Regions from separate parts of the Mus musculus genome. Here region 2 is linked to region 1. The links are chromatin contacts, called in public Hi-C maps. All regions are on one chromosome and are shown on one strand. Each heading gives the region's core, a stretch centred on a gene start, on an enhancer-like site or on the middle of the called end of the contact. The rest is flanking DNA. Distances are from core to core; before and after follow the strand shown. Region 1 overlaps Gm33597 (a long non-coding RNA gene). Region 2 overlaps Bnc2 (basonuclin 2).

The links. Hi-C and Micro-C count contacts between places; a contact is called where the count stands out from the background.
Region 2: a Hi-C map of myocytes shows a contact between it and region 1, with 2.4 times the contacts expected there. The contact joins two enhancer-like sites. A contact is called at or near these places in 3 of 484 Hi-C or Micro-C datasets (the C2C12 cell line, embryonic stem cells and myocytes).

Annotation. Positions count from the first base shown.
Region 1 is chr4:84,200,023-84,204,746 of GRCm38.p6, forward strand. The region is part of intron 5 of Gm33597 (a long non-coding RNA gene); the gene reads right to left. Among named protein-coding and RNA genes, the nearest start is that of Gm33597, 18 kb to the right of the region's middle. Within about 2 kb of position 2,404, at least 72 of the 459 cell types and tissues checked have an H3K27ac peak or open chromatin away from gene starts, as enhancers often do. A contact at or near this core is called in the C2C12 cell line and myocytes, where this site is marked.
Region 2 is chr4:84,455,441-84,460,164 of GRCm38.p6, forward strand. All of the region lies in intron 3 of Bnc2 (basonuclin 2), which reads right to left. Among named protein-coding and RNA genes, the nearest start is that of Bnc2, 220 kb to the right of the region's middle. Within about 2 kb of position 2,316, at least 49 of the 459 cell types and tissues checked have an H3K27ac peak or open chromatin away from gene starts, as enhancers often do. A contact at or near this core is called in the C2C12 cell line and myocytes, where this site is marked.

The DNA.
Region 1 (4,724 bases), core at 1,154-3,653:
TCTGACCATCTTGATTCTGACTTTTCCATTTCCCTGGGTTGTAAAATCCTGACGGCACCAGCCGTGGGATTCCCAGAAAGAGTCTGGCAGGAGTAGAAGGAAGGACTCTTTAAGATAAGTGGTCCACCCTTGCAAACCCCTGTTCCTCCCACCTGCCCATCTCCCCACCTGCCCTCCTGCCCACCCTCTCTGCCTGCCCTCCTGCCCAACCCCTACCTGCCCACCTCCTTGTCTGCCTACCTCCCACCTTCCCACCTGTCCATCAGCCTGTCTGCCCACCTGCTTATCTTCAGGTCAAAATGCAGATGTCTCCAGGACATCACAAGTATGGATAATCAAAATGAAAAGAGAAAGCCCAAATTTCATTTTTTTAAATAGAAGTCTCAGTTTAGCAGGTTAGCATCGTCATCATCATCATTTTGAGGCCTTCTTTAAAAAAAAAAAAAACTTTTACAAGAGGATTTTGATAAAACAAACAAACAAACAAACAAACAAAAACAAAAACTTCTAAACCAAAGGTTCAACATACCAGAAAGTACACACTTTGTGAGTGTTTAAGGCTGTGGTAAAAACAAAACACAACCTTTAGATAGCCACTTACAAATGCCCGAGAGGCTACATCCTCTGCACACTCCTGAGGCAGCGAGCTGAAGAACAGTGCTCTCCTAGGCCGCCCTTTCTCCTCTCAGCATAGAGGACTGCTGATAGACTTGTGGGAATGATCCCTGAGAGGAAAAACACCCAGCGACCCTCCACGACTTCTCTGCAGCAGAGAGAGGGGCTCCCCAGTTCCCGACAGATGTGGGGGGTTCCCATAGGAAGAAGCTGAATTCAGCTCTGATGAGTCCTACAGAGATCGTAGTCTTAGTGCAAGGAAGCTGAGTGAGCCCAGGACAGAAGCCGGCGTGAAGAGAGGAAGCAGGTGATTCCCATGGGCCAGGCAAAGCTTCTGTAAGCTGGATCTGGTTTTGACAAGGTCTCCAGCTAAGAGGACTCCCTGCCAGAGGCAAGGTGACTCCAACAAAATAGATGGAGGTGGCCCAGAGACTAGGACAGGTTAGAGCATGTCAATGGAGCTGTGTCTCTCAGGCCAAGGAAAGACACAGCAGGGGACCCTGAGGGATCCACCTGGGCACCTATGGCTCCCATGGACACACTACAACCAATCACATAGAAAGAATGTGCATTCGTTCCCCCCTCCCCCCACTCCAAGAAGCCAGGACTGCAGGCAGTAGCAAAGGAGGGGGAAGGGGAATAAGAAAGAAGTTCCCGACAGCCCCCTCGACTGCTTAGAGCTCATCTGGAGCACTGGGGCAGTGTGAAGCTTTGCTGTTAGACTGAACTGGGATTGTTTTTAAAACACATTTTAACACTGTGACAAGAAAGTGGTTGTTAGGAACTGTTCATATTGCCCATAGTTGAGATGGTGAATCCTAACCCATAAAGTGATCAACAGCGATGAGACCAGTCTCTGGAAAAGCCACAGAATGTTTCTTCTGATGTCCCTGACCTAGTAATGCACACACCCCCAACATTATCAGGGGAGAGAAACACATTTAAGGAGCCACAGTTCACATGGGAAGTTCTACTCAGCACCAGAAGTTTGGCTCCACTTGTTAAAAATAAAATAAAATAAAATAAAATAAAAATAAAATGAAGCAAGAGTAAGGGTTTGAGGGATGGTAGGCACACAGTGCTGAAGACCAAGTACAGAGGAGGAAGGCAGGCGACCTGCATGAAGGGCAACGTCCCCATAACATTTGAGGCTATAAACACCCCAGACTGTCTACCTGAGTGCAAGTAGGTACAAGGGTCCAACAGAGTCATTGCAGCACGCCTGGGCTTGGTCTCTACCTCAGCTTCTAAGTGGTCCTGCTCTGGGGATGTAGATAGAGGCTTGGGATGCTCATGGCAGCCTACAGCCTGGTCAATTCCTTCTAGCCCTTATTTTGGCTTCAAGAGCTGAGTGCACACCACACACACACACACACACACACACACACACACACACACGAGAGAGAGGGGGGAGAGAGAGAAAGAGAGATTGATTCATGGCTCCCAGGAACTCCCAGTACTGGAAACTAGTACGCCCTACTACGTGTTGGTCTCCAAGGCCATCCTACTGAACATTGAGTCATCTGATTATTGTTCCCATGACTGGGTCTCTTTCTTACTATGCTACAAAATTCCTAAGTAGGAGTTAAAATTCTCACTGTGTCTGGCCTGTGGAGAGAGCTAGTGGTACCTTCTTCACTCACTTCACTTTACATCTTATAAACAAACCCCCATTTCAATAGAGCCTGCTCCTCTTCCCATGCATTGTGACTTCTGCCCCTCCCCTGGGGCAGGGGTATGACAGGCAGTGCTCACAAAGAGGCCCGATGCTATTAGTCAGCTTGGTTGTCACAGCAGGCAGCCACAGCCTGGCAGCTGAAACAGCAGATGTTTGTTTTCTCACAGTCTGGAGCTATATGTCTGACCAAGGTGGCAATAGGGTCTGTGTCTGGTGACCAAGCCTGACTTGCAGGTGGCTGCCTGCTCCCTGGGCCCTCGTGATGCCTTTCCTCTGTGCACATGTACTGAGAAATCCTCAGTATTAAAGACCTCAGCCTTGCCACCTCATTTAACATCATCTCTGTAAAGATTCTATCAGGAAGTACAGTCACATTGGGATGCTCAAATTCAACTTCACATAGTCCTCAAAGCTTCCCTTGTCCACTCACAGTTCAAGGCCACGGTGCCAAGGAATGCCATCGCAAGTCAGCCTCGACAGGAGATCGACACAAATTCTGAGGGCTCCCATGACGTGCCTCAGTTCTCACAGCATCTTGGGAAGCGAGTGCTGCTTCTAGCCATTTCCTTGCCTTCTCCTCACTCCTCACAAGCTTCCCTCAGAACGGCTCTGCCGAGCACACCTCTTCAGTCCAGACAAAATCCTCCCGATCGCTCATGAGAGACGCTATGCATTCTGGGCCCTACAGGGTTCATCGGTCAATGGGACACTACTAGGCCATTGATAGAAAATGATTCAGCAGCAGTAGGTGGGAGGGGTGGGACAGAGATCTGTGGCACAGAGGACATTTCCAATTACTGTCCTCTGGTCCTACGTGGGGGCAGGGACTGTCTCTTCACAGGCATTGCAGCAGGTAGATATGCAATGTGGGCATCTTAAGACGTGAGAAATGTGGCTGTTTCTGGTAGAATCCTCCAGTGTGTTCAGTCAACTAAGACAAGATGATGGAGGCTCAGGGCTAAAAGGGGTACCAGGGGAGACTGAGAGGTGCCTCCTGCCTTAAGACATTGATGGCCTGTAGGGAGAGAGAGACATAATTAGCCAACCATAGTATAGTTGAAGTGCCCAGATTAAATTATGTATCATATGCTCCCGGCTCCCTGGAAGAGAAACATTTATTCTGCCAGGGAGGTGGGGGCACATTAGAAAGGAGGAAACTGGGGCTTAACGGGTAACAAGGTGGAAAGGTTTGCCTGAGGTCAATGACACAGTCCAAGCAGATTTGGATACTGGGCCAGTGCCCTGTGCCTCCAAGGTTTGAGACGTTCCATGCCCTGCCTCCTTTCTGGTAATTCTGATGCTTAGCATCCTGGGAGAAGATGCTGGCAGGACCTCTCCAGGACCCTGGTCTGGGTCTCTGGAATGGAATCAGGTGGCCAATGCCTTTCTGTGTTCTAAAGCCTCTTGCCCAGTGTAGCAGGAGTTGGGAAGGAGGGTTGGGGTGCACCTGGACTGGTCTCCTAAGCAGACAGGAAGTGATGCCTTCTGGGCTATTCTCAGCAGCTGTTTCTTGCTTGGCATGCTTCAGACAAACAGGCAGATGTCCTCAGGGTGACCTTCCTGACTCAGAGAGTTTGGGAACTGAGGTATTCACTCCCTGGGGTTGAGGGGAGAGGCAAGGACAGGACACAAGCCGCTGACTCATTTCTTGTCTCTGCCTCCCTGTCCTGGTTTTTCAAGGCATTGAAGAGAGCTGGTGTAGGAAGGCACTGCCTCAGAATCAGCCCCAGGACACAAAGATGTCCTCCATCCCCTGCCCAGGTTGACGTCCTCTTCCAAAGATGGAAGCAGATGGTGAAGAGTGCCATGCCTTCCAGACACAGCAGTCCTTACAAAGTCTCTCTATGGTGGGGATTGGGGGAGGAGGAAGAGAGAGATGATATGGTGGGCCACTACAATGACAAACAGCCAGACTGAGGAAAACTCTACATGTGACCTCACTGGACTGCAGTTAAAGTCAAGCACACTAAATTCCATTAAGTTACCCTCATACTAGGTGCCTAAGGTATCCATGAAAACATTGAGTTTCCTGGTTAGACTTGGTCTCGTTGCTATGATACCTCTATATATCTGAATGTATTCCGCAATCCATAAACAAAATGAAATTTGCAACAGTTTTGTTCTTAAGTGTTTCAGATAAGGAATGAATATTGTGTATGTCCATCTTCAGAGCTGACTTGTGGCTGTGCATCTCATGCTGCCACACAGATCTGCATGTAGGAGGACTCCTCCGTGACCTTGTACCTGCTGTGACCTTGTACCTGGAGTATCCCTCTCCTATTAGTCCCTGTTTAGGGCAAGAACTTCTGGCCCTGACTTCCAGACCCTTTGTGACCTGTGCTCTGTTGCCAGCAGCTCAGACTGAGCCATGGCTGCTAGCACGAAGAATCAGGCCATCCTGTTGGAATGTCCCTGTCCTATCACAGAAGCT
Region 2 (4,724 bases), core at 1,066-3,565, 260 kb after region 1:
CACTCAGTATGTCTTCAGAATGCTTAAAGAGGATAAGACAATGGGAATACAGAGCCACTCATCATGGCATCATATTCAGCTACATGTCACACTCTAATGAAGAATTCTGAAGCTGGGATAAAACAAACCTTGGCAATTATTGTGTCACTACGTGAAAGCAAAAGACCACATATATATCTATGTGTGAAGATACATAGACACACACACACATACTCAGATAGATAGATAGATAGATAGATAGATAGATAGATAGATAGATATACACACACAGAAACACACACACATATATATACATGCATGTGTGTATATATATATTTGTATGTATATGCATATACATGTGTATATATCCACATGCATATGTATATACATACAAATACACACATGAATACACACATGTATGTGTGTATACATATGAATATACACATATATACATATAGTCACATATATACACATGTATACATAGATATATAATATTTATACACATGTATATATACAAAAACACATATATACACATGCATACATACATATATGATATATATACATATACGTACTGTTTTACCATTAAAATATTAAATGCAAAGTCAGACAAATGCTCAAAGATATAACAAATGTCTAACTGAATGACTTGGAAGCAAATTCCAGAATTTCATTGCCTACCCAGGAGAGGTAACGAAAGGTACACTTCCCAGGTAGTCCTTCTTCATCTCAGAACTCACATCAAGTATCAGCCATGAGGAGAGTTAGGTACAAAAGCAAGAGAAACTAACAACGAAACACCAGCTGCAACTTGGGATTGGATTCCAAAGTCCGATTTACACCTCAGCCTAGCTCTGTGCTGCTCTCAGTTCCCCTTGTTTCTGGCTCAGTCTACTAACTCTGTGTCAATTGTTCACTGGCCACCTTTCTTCTGTTCCCTTTCTCCCTAATCAGGCTTCCAGAGGTCAATGGTCCCCCCTAGAAATGAGTACAAAGTGCTGAAGTATTCCCTGCCATGAGTCATCTTAATAGATACTCTAGTGGCGGCCTGTGGCCCAGCAGTGAGTCCGGAAAGCAGAGCTTTTAATAAAGCAGCACTTGCACACGCTCACAGCCCCATTAATTTAATACCTGCCGCTTGTTTACCAAACAGCACAGGCATGTCTCCGTGTCGATAACTTCCCAGTGACAGTGAGGCGACTGAATGTGGGCAGGGAACAGATGCACCTTTTTACGCTCTGTTAAACCATGTCACAGACTACAGCCCCTGAGCGCATTCCTTTATTTATGCTGTAGCCAGTTGAGCTAATTGTCAGAGACAGACCTGGTTCTAATTCTGCAGAGTGCCGCAACTGCAGGAGCATATGTGCTGAGGCATGAACGGTGCAGAGCTCTAAAAGGAAACGGTTAGAAAACGGAGTCAGAGGGTGGACGCATAATCTGCCAATAGACTACCCACAAAGACTTCAAAAATGTCACCTTTGCAATAGTAGATTAGGAGAGAGGGGGCAAAGGTACAGCGTTGGGAGGATTCAAAGGAACGTGAATTTGAAAGCAAATGCCTATGCACAGACAATACACCATCTGCAGAATCCACTCTACTGTGGCTGTAGTTCACCCTATGCAGGTGTGAAACACTCAGTCTCAAAGACTACCCCATAGAGGGCTAAGGGGCGACACAGTGCAGCCCAGCGGCTCTGCACAACCCCAGTAACAAACACTGCAAACACCCTAGTCCAACTCTATTAGTGACAAAAATATTTGAAAGACTCATTCATCCACCCATAAACTCTAGTGAGCTTGGACAAAGGAACTCCCGTTTATTGTTCTCCACATATCCTGTGGTATTAGCAGTGTTTCTTATTAACTGCAATACCACACTCATATTTTATCAGTAGCGAGAGTTCACTCCAGTTAAAAGTTCTTCACCCGTCATGGACATTTTTCAGCAAATTAATATCTTTTACTTGCATGACTTCTCTTCATATTACAGTTTGGGGTTTAAATGGATCATGATACTTTGCAGAAAGGGGAAAAAAAAAGACAAAAAGAGCTTAGTGTTGATAATTTTTACTACTTATGACTAAATGACCTCAACTGAAGAATAAAAAATTAAGTCATTTGTCTTATGAGGTACAGAGGACATTTTATGGTGAACAATTTAACTAATAATGGGTTGGGGCCAGTCCTTAACAAGTCACATGCTTCCATTGTCCCTTCACCCTCTGCTTATGTTTTTACCACATCCTAACAAAAACATGACCAGAACTGGTGAAAACCATACGGTTCCAACTAATGAATCACATAGTTTCCCGCAAGTACAGTAAGTACTACCAGCTGTGTGACAGTCTGACTTTGGCACTGGAACCAGTGCCGAAAAGGCAGGCCCATTTGAACGCAGCTGTATTGAAAAACCACAAGCAATGTAAGTGTGTCTGCCTGCTCGGGGCGGCTCTGTCTCTGCTCTGTCCTTAGAAAATGCCAGGCATCTTGTTTAGAAAAAGTCTCAGGAATTACAGAGATAAGGAGAAAACCCCACAAAATGTAAAAACATACTGTTTTCAGAAAATGTCACTTTGTAAAGCAGAATGCCATAAGAAAGCAATAAAAGGAGCGGATGTGGACACATACAGAGACACATGTGGGACGGGTCACATGCCTTGACTGAAGGTGGCCTATATACATGTATCTGAGTAAGAGAGGGGACAGAGTGGGCAAGGAATGACAGTAAACACGGATGCTCACCGACAGACACACTCTCTCTCTCTCTCTCTCCCCCCCCCTCTCTCTCTCTCTCTCTCTCTCTCACACACACACACACACACACACACACACACACACACACACCTGAAACCACACAGAGAAAACAACACCCAGACTTTTCAACTGATGTCTCACTAGTGACCGCATGAATTCCTACTATTTAAATTTGCCCTTCACACAAGAGTAAGTTTCACTTGTAAATCAAGAGCATTCTGGAAAAAAAAAAAAATAAAGCAACCTCCCTGGCAAGCTGAAGGTATTTTTACATGCACGCACTTTTTCTTGCTGCACACCATCATTCCCATGAATAAATATCACTGAAAGGGAGAGATATGCTCCACTTTCCTAATCTAGACGTGTTAATGTGGAAAAAGCAGAAATCGTTTTTAAGTGTCTGTTGTGACAAGGCAGTAGCTGTTACATTTCACTATTACTTAGTGATTGGTAGTAGGGTTAAGTATCAAGCTGAGAAAAACAAATACCTAGGGATATTGTTTTCCACTAAGTCTCAACTAAAAACGAATAATAACAACGGTCAAACACTTTATTTGTTGGCTAGCGTTTTAAATACAAGGAAGCCAGTGTAGGACTAACGGAAAGGTCTGCCTTTGATGTTTGCTTTTATCGCCTAATTAGCCAAACACGTTATTTTTAGCTTGTGTCAAAAAGACGCTTGGTTCAGCAGTAATCTAATCCAAAAGTCATAACAACACTACATCTTCTTTTTTTGTTTATACCACAGTTCTATGGATATTTTTTGTTTGTTTTTATGCAGCTAAGAATTGCCACATGAAGTGCAACTTTGACCCTTGGGATTTAAATTCATTCTTAGTGAATTCAGGTGCACTTGGTGAGGGCCAGGTCCAAAGCAACCGTTCATCAAATCTATCACTAGAGCTGGCTCGGGCCAGAAAGATGGCACCACACCTTCCTCAATGAGACAAGGCAAATGAGGGAAATCCACTCAGGTTTGAAAGACCACAGCTACCCATAAATAAGAACAGCACACAGAGCCACAGAGAAGCCACAGGGAGATATTAAGCTTTTTGTTTGTTTGTTTGTTTGTTTTGGTTGGTTGGTTGGTTGGTTGGTTTGGTTTGGTTTTTCCAAGACAGGGTTTCCCTGTGTAGCCCTGGCTGTCCTGGAACTCACTCTGTAGACCAGGCTGGCCTTGAACTCAGAAATTCGCCTGCCTCTGCCTCCCAAGTGTTAGGATTAAAGGCGTGCGCCACCACGCCCAGCGATGTTACACTTTTAAAACACTACAGTACTAAATCACTAGCTAACATGGAACCTCAAAGCAGAAAGTTCAAAACCAACTTATGAAAGTACATGATCCAACTCTGTCAAGGAAAGGCAAGTATAAACCAGACTTTTAATACAGTTCCTAAGAAAACATCAAAACTTAATGATTTTATGATACAGATGATGCTCATAACACACGGGTAAGCAAATAACAGCTTACATTATATACATTATACTCTTTGGTTTTAAAATGAATATGGGAGAGGAAAAAAAAGCTAGCTAGAAGCACCCTAAAAACTTTAACACTGTATGGGCAGAGCTATTAAGAGTAAACTTGCAGTAAAATTATATTAACTCATGTAAACTACATGAAGAAAAAAGTGCTCCCCCCTTTTCTATCAATATAATTTTTTTAAAAAATAAAATCTCTGGTTCTCACTAGAAGCTATACTTGAAATCTCATTACTGTAATGTATGGAGAGAAGCTTTGGGGGTGGGTTGCTGTTGTCGGTTTTGTTATTTTTTTGTTTGTTTGTTTGTTTGTTTTGTTTTTAAATCAAAAGCTGCCTTATATTCAAACATTGTTATCAACCTCTTGAGGAAAGGTTTCTGTATGTGGCTTCCTCCCCTCCCCTCACCTCATCACTTCCATGCCCAAGCATACTTTCACAATTTGGGCGACAAATGAGGCTGTGTTGATTCAGAGTTTACATAATTAATGGTCCATAAACCTAAATCTT